2 separate regions of the Mus musculus genome follow, and region 2 is linked to region 1. Evidence: chromatin contacts called from public HiChIP or PLAC-seq data. All regions are on one chromosome and are shown on one strand. Each heading gives the region's core, a stretch centred on a gene start, on an enhancer-like site or on the middle of the called end of the contact. The rest is flanking DNA. Distances are from core to core; before and after follow the strand shown.

Evidence for each region. HiChIP or PLAC-seq counts read pairs in DNA pulled down with a chosen protein or histone mark.
Region 2: an H3K4me3 HiChIP or PLAC-seq map of bone marrow-derived macrophages shows a contact between it and region 1, with 10 times the contacts expected there. The contact joins two enhancer-like sites. A contact is called at or near these places in 1 of 39 promoter capture datasets (the 3T3-L1 cell line), 2 of 15 datasets of contacts at CTCF or cohesin (large pre-B cells and pro-B cells), 3 of 484 Hi-C or Micro-C datasets (CD4 T cells, bone marrow-derived macrophages and nephron progenitors), 35 of 115 datasets of contacts at active chromatin or transcription factors (the 230-238 cell line, DN3 thymocytes, T-cell acute lymphoblastic leukemia and 26 more) and 2 of 9 other capture datasets (bone marrow-derived macrophages and embryonic tail).

What each region holds. Positions count from the first base shown.
Region 1 is chr9:124,273,131-124,276,636 of GRCm38.p6, reverse strand. All of the region lies in intron 1 of Gm39469 (zinc finger protein 431-like), which reads left to right. Among named protein-coding and RNA genes, the nearest start is that of Gm39469, 8.5 kb to the left of the region's middle. Within about 2 kb of position 1,441, at least 13 of the 459 cell types and tissues checked have an H3K27ac peak or open chromatin away from gene starts, as enhancers often do. A contact at or near this core is called in bone marrow-derived macrophages, where this site is marked.
Region 2 is chr9:123,926,978-123,930,297 of GRCm38.p6, reverse strand. It overlaps Gm51701 (a long non-coding RNA gene), which reads right to left. Exons shown (of 2, transcript XR_003948284.1): 2 at 1,592-3,320. Among named protein-coding and RNA genes, the nearest start is that of Gm51701, 3.5 kb to the right of the region's middle. Within about 2 kb of position 2,062, at least 175 of the 459 cell types and tissues checked have an H3K27ac peak or open chromatin away from gene starts, as enhancers often do. A contact at or near this core is called in bone marrow-derived macrophages, where this site is marked.

The sequences.
Region 1 (3,506 bases), core at 192-2,691:
TTAGTGCACTCTTATAGTCAGTTGGATATGAGAGCTGCAGCCATCTTATCTACATTACAGGTAGCCATAGAAAATAAGGGGCAGAAAGCACAGAATCTAGCTGAAGCAATCTTCTCCAAAGGGTTTGTCTAATGTTCTTTTAGAACATTATGTGGAGAAGAGAAATGAAATATCAAGCTTTTTGTAGCAAGAGTTATGATAGAGATGAGAGGCAAACAGTTATACACTAAAAATGCAGAAAATGTCTTTATTTGGATGTTATGAGAGTTTTCCGCCATTAGTCATACTGCATGAAAAAGTAAAAACTCACTGACCATTTTGTTTGATTTTAAATACTGACGATAAATTCCAGTTGAACAAACATAGTTTGTAATAGTTTTAGATAACAGACTTACCTCTTTGTTTTCTCTGGGTTAAATAACTTATATGGTAACACTTTCATTTTTGCTTTGGAGAATGTGTTTAAACATTTAACATTTTTTATACATCAGTTTACTTGTGCTTAATGTATAATATAATCAATGTAGCAATTTTGTATAACATCACATATTTATTTCTACTATTTGAATAGTTATTAAAACATTAGTTTTTCTTAGAAACAACCAAGAGTATTCCTTTGGAAGGAAATGAGCAAAAATCTCTGTAATTCCACATTCCAAACTAGTGAAAGCTAACATAAGCTTTTGTTTCCTGAATGGTATATATTTCACATTGCTGAGAGCAAAACTTCTGATTTCACAAATATATACTGGACCCAAGGTGAGCTTGTAATGAGCTTGTATTGCAGGTTATTTGATCACATTGTGAACCCCCAGACTGTCTAATATACTTAAAAAAAAAAAAAAAGCTGTTTCTAATTGTGGTGTGGCTCAGCCCTTAGTACACAACTTTGCTACCAAACGATGAAGGTAAAGTTAGTTTTAGAGGTAAGCACTCGTGTTTGAAAGTGACGTCTTATTGACAAAATGATGAGTCAGAGAAAGATCTGACAGAATATGAAAAATCCAACTCTCAAGAAAAGACAGAGGAATAAGAGAAAGCATCACAGAGGGTGAGAGGAGAAGGCAGTTTTACCAAAAGAGTTTTATGGAGACCGGTTAAAGAGAGAACAAGCTAGACAGAGGTGAAGAGAGGACAAGCCAGAGAATGAGGAGCCAGAAAATAAGAATAGACTGCTAGAGTTCTTTTGAGGCTGAGTACAACAATTCAGTCAGAAGTGAAAGAAACTAGTTTGAATCAGCTAGCATGAAGAGATTTTGAGCCAGAACAGCTGAGTTGACCAGCCAGCTAGAGTTCAGAAATAAAAAGAAACGGTGAGTTTATTCAGCAGTTAAGTAAGTCATTCTAGACCTAGATAAGATTGTACCCAGGCTAGAAACTTTCAGGACTAGGTCTAGGTTATCAGAATGAGGAAGTAAGCCTCCAAGATGATGTTTTCACCCTCCTGTGTAATGATCACCGTCTACAAAAACAGAATGAGTACTGTATCTGTCACTGTCATACTGTCCCTGTCTTCACTATTTCCCTTTTCTTTGTTCATTATTGCTTCCCTTCTTCTTTGCATTTTCATTTAAGCAATGTTGAATTAAGGGTTTTTGTTTTGGTTTGGTTTGGCTTGGTTTGGTTTGGTTTGGTTTTTGTTTTTTTGAGACAGGGTTTCTCTATATAGCCCTGGCTGTCCTGGAACTCACTCTGTAGACCAGGCTGTCCTCCTACTCAGAAATCCACCTGCCTCTGCCTCCTGAGTGCTGGGATTAAAGGCGTGCGCCACCATGCCCGGCTTGAATCAAGTTTTTAATTGAAGATAGATTCTTCTCTCATACAATATATCCTGACCACTGTTTCCCCTACCTACACTCTCCTAGCTACCCCCACCATTTCCTATCCTCTTCTCCCTAAGATCCAACCCCCCATCCCCATTTCCTCTTCAGAAAGGAGCAGATATCCAAAAGAGAACAGTCAAACATAACAACACAAGATAGAAAAAGACAAGGTGAAAGTCTTCACATTGAGGTTGAACAAGGCAACGTGATAGGAGGAAAAGTGTCTCATGATCAAGCAAAAGAATCAGGGTTACACCTTCTCCCACTGTTAGGAGTCCCACAAAAACACCAAGCTAACAGCTATAACATATTAGCAGAGCACCTGGCACAGATCCATGCTGGCTCCATGATTGCCATTTATGTCTCTGTAAGGGTCCTAGAAATCCAGGCAGTGTTAGGCATGGGTTCCCTTTCATGTCAAGTGCCTCATGTTAAACCAGACACTACCAGTAAAGTGATATTGAAAAGAAAAAAGAAAAAAAAGATGCAAAATTTAAGGTCATGGATTCTTCCTCTGTGATTTCAGTTCTGCACTGTTCCAGCCATCTATGTTTGACAGACTTAGAGCCTGAGTGAGGAAAGTTACTGTGAGAGTACATTGCAGAAACCTGTGAGGATGAAACCTGAGTTGCATTTTGAGACCACAAGATGTTGAGATACCTAAGCTATGAGACACCTGCCACGGAGAGGTGTATACAGGGAATGGAAAAAAACTATCCAAGAGGTGCATGAGAGGTTGCAGGGATGAGACAATCTAAGCCTTTTAAAACTGAGGCCCGATGTGTCTGAGGCAGGTCTGCAGGATTTGTTGTTTGCCCTACTGTGTTTCTGGCTTTAGTCCAGTCTTTCCTCATTATGTACACATTCCTCTATATTGGAATGGGAAGGGATATTCTGTTCTGTTATATGTTGGAAAGATATAGCTTGATTTCTGATTTTATAAGATGGGACAATCAAGAGATTGTCTTAAGTGTCAGAAGAGACTTTGGACATTCAAAGAGTGTATGGGCTGCTGCAGACTATTAGGATCATTGAAGCTAAACTGAATGCATTTTCATCATGGATGACCATGAGCCTATAGTGGCCAGGGTCAGAATGTAGTTGATTGAATCAGAAAAGCTCCCAGACAGGGTGATATTTTTGAACACTTATCTCTTCTTTTTGGCTTTCTTTGGGGGTCTTATAATGTTAGGGTACAAGAATCATTGAAGGAAGACCTCAGACTCAAGTAGCATGCAAAAACAAAGATCATTTTATTCTGCAGAATTCTAGCATGCAGGGGTCTACTATTCAATAGGATGGAGACAGACATGTAAATTTTGCAAGCTCAATTTAAAGCCAATTAGGGGAATACCAGGGAGGAGTAGTTGACCTTTATCCTGATTGGTTGGCTCAATTTCCAGGGGTATGGGTGGCTTTGGGATTGGTCAGTGTTCTGGGGGAATTTTGGGAACTTTCCAGAACCATTATTCATTAACTATTCTTGGCTCAGTCTTGGCTCAGGCCTGGTGGCAGGTGCAACTCTTGGCAGCTTCTGATTGGCTGCCTGTGAGGGGTGGTTTTCCTGGAATTGACTATTTTGGACTTTTCCAGTTCTGGGAAACAGAAACTTAGGCCTAGTCTCCCAAACTGCCAGTGTGCAGCCTGTCATGGAGTCAGCCTGGCTCTGGCTGACTCAGTTCT
Region 2 (3,320 bases), core at 813-3,312, 350 kb after region 1:
TTTACGCTACATATTTGTATATCATAGTGGCTCATGGTGGGTGAGCCTCTGGGTCATCTGCTGTTTTCTTAATGATAACACTCCCACTAAAAATGTATACAACTCTCTTTCCCCCACCTTTTCACCAGCATCTGTTGTTATTTGTTTTCTTAATGATAGTCTTTCTGACAAAGGTCCCTGGTAGCCTGGAAGTACGCCAATTTGGACATCTAATTCACTCTGGCTGGCAGATAATGATGATTCAGTTGACATTCTACTGTTACCGTGTAAGAAAACCCACAGATGGATGAACTTGGCAGGAGCATACTTGTGCAGGGAGATGGTAAGGCTTTTGCCAGGAAGAGAGAAAGAGAAAGAGAGAAAGAGAGAGAGAGAGAGAGAGAGAAAGAAAGAAAGAAGGAAGGAAGGAAGGAAAGAAAGGGCAGGAAGGGAAGAAAAGGAAAGGGGACGCAAGGACAGAAAAGAGGGGGAAATCCCACAGGTGAACAGCCCAGCTTTCCTGAATCCTATTCTATAAAACCATAATTAGAATAGAATGGGTGCTATTATATCTATTATGTGGAGTAATTTACTACACAGCTGGGATAATCAGTACATTACTATAGAGGAGTATGCAAAAATTAACCAGGAAAAACTCAAAATCAAATTTTATGCATATTCTAGCCTGATATACATAGTAAGTTCCAGATGTCCAGGGCTACAAAAAAGAAACCCCATTTTCTATTTTTAAAAAGTACTTTATCATTACAAAAACATCAAAAATTCATAAAACTTCCTCTGTGTGACTATTTTAAGGAATCAATACAAGATTTGAGAAATTACATGGAGTCTTGCAAAGTCTTGATAATGGAACCTGTTGACAGTCACAAAGTGCACTCAATCCCTTTGGAGTCTCGGAGCTCCGTGCTAATACGTGTCAGTCTCCGTCTTGGACCACACCTTCTAGAATGCCTGAAATTTAGAGAGAACACTAACGAATTATCAAAACCAGCCTTTGGTGTGCACTCAAGTGCGATGGAAAGATTTCCTAAGTCATCGTAATTTGTTCACATGGAAACAGCAGAGAAAGCTAGAAGACACTAGCTTCGAAACTTCTTAGTTGTCTGTCCCTGAGCCCTTTGTGGTACTTCCTCCTCAGAGCCCAGCTCCAGCAGTCCCCTTAGCGGCTGTTTTTAGCAACCACACCCTCTGACTGTGGGTTTGCTCTGCAGTGGCTTTAAGGTTTGAATACGAAATGCCTTCCACAAACAGACACTACAGAATCTTAGGTGTCGAGACAATGGGCATTTGAGAAGGAATTGGAACCTTCAGATCCTGGACTCCTTCCTTGGTAGATTCGTAATATGAGAGCATTCTTAGGAGACAGCCAAAACAGGAAGTGGGATCCAGATAAGAGAAGCAGGTCGTTTAGGGTGTGCCCCTGAAGGATGTATCTTTTACCCCTTCCCCTTTGTGTCCTTCCTGTCTCCTTCTTTGACTTCTGGCCACTATGGGGTGAACAGTATCTGCCGTATACTCCTGCCACCACGGTGTTCCACCTCACTGAAGATCTAGAAACACGGCAAAGGGTCAGGAACTAAGCATCTGAAACTGTGACCCAAAACAAATTCTCTCTTTAATTTGTTCCTCTCAGAACACATTTCACTATGTGTCATAGTGGGGGGAGGGGGGAGTCTAACACAGAGTATGTACACAAAGCCTCACAATGGGACTGTTGATGTAATTCGGTTGGTAGAGTGCTTGTCTATTACCAGCAGAGCCCCGAGTTCCATCCTCAGCACTGCACAAACCAAATGTGGTTTAGTTCCAGCACTCAGGGAGCAGTAGCGGTTTGAAGCCAGCCTAGGACACCCTGTCTCAAAACAAACAAATGAAAAACATTGGGATTCAATGAACAGAACTGATATTAGTCCACTGTGTTCATAGCGTTCATGATGGTCCACGGTAGCTTAGACTTCCTGGTAGTCATTTCCTTGAGTCAGGCTGACCTTAGAGTATAGAAAGAAGTTTACTGTCTTGCTGTCACGCATTGCTGTTGCTTGCGGTCATGTCACAGGACTCTGAGGCAGTAGTGGAGAGACTCGTGAGATGAGGAAGTGAGGTCTCTGCGAGCAGCCGGAGGCATGAACACCTGAAAGCAATTAAGCCCCACCTCCAGCCAAATCTCCTAATGACGGAGTAGACGTTCTCCCTCGTCCGAGAGAGACTGTAGTGAAACGACCCCACTAAGATGTCTCAAATTCCCAACACACAAGACTGTATGACACAATACATGCTTCCTGTTTAAGTCCTGATGTCCCATGGTGATTTTTACTATTTATATGTAATATGCTCATCATGCAAATGAAAAGTAAGCTCAGAGACAGCAACAGAGGACGCACAGTGGGACCCCAGAGCAAAGGCTGATCGTTCACCAGTTCTTCAATTGACTGCAGATGAGAGAGGTCAGGTTGGGGGACACTGAAGCCATTCCCAAGCAAGATGGATGGGCCACCAGCTCAGCTCCTCTCACTGGCAATCTCTGAGAACAGAAGTGACCCAGATTCTGTTTTCCCTTGCTTGGGGAAACATCTGCCTCCACATGCACGGTTCTCTCCACCTAAACAAAATAATTGACTCAAGTCCCTGTGCCACTGGACCTCCACTGGCGCCACACGTGAAATGACCACTGACTCTCACAGCTACAGTGCTGCCAGCTGTGCCCAACGAGGGCTGTGGGGCCGGCCTCGCACCGAGGATCACTGCCTACAACTCTGACCTTGCCTCACAGGTCCCCCGTTGTTGATTCGCGAGGTTACTCTTGAATAGGTGCTAAGGGAGCTTTTGAAATGCACACGATATCCAGTTACTCACTGGTCATATGAATGTCAATCACCCCTGCACAGGCGGGGCTACAGGCTATTTGAGCTCTCGGGAGGAAGCAGAATGTGATGGCTACTGAGTAACAACCAGCCAGTCCTACTGGTTCTGTCTTTTCATCCTTGAACACATTCCGTTAAGAGTCACTATAATCCCCAGGCACAAGTGAATTGAGCGAGTCAAAGGGTTTTAGAAAAGAAAGCCACATCGCCGGGGCGTGGTGACGCACGCCTTTGGTCCCAGCACCCAGGCAGAGGCAGGCGGATTTCTGAGTTCGAGGCCAGCCTGGTCTACAGAGTGAGTTCCAGGACAGCCAGGACTACACAGAGAAACCCTGTCTCGAAAAACAAAAAACAAACAAACAAAAAAAGGAAGCCAAAAGTTCTAAGTAGCCCACTGCCAGTCTTCAAGGTCAAGAGAGACCTGGGATGGTGAACCTTGCTGATCAAGTGAAATAATAT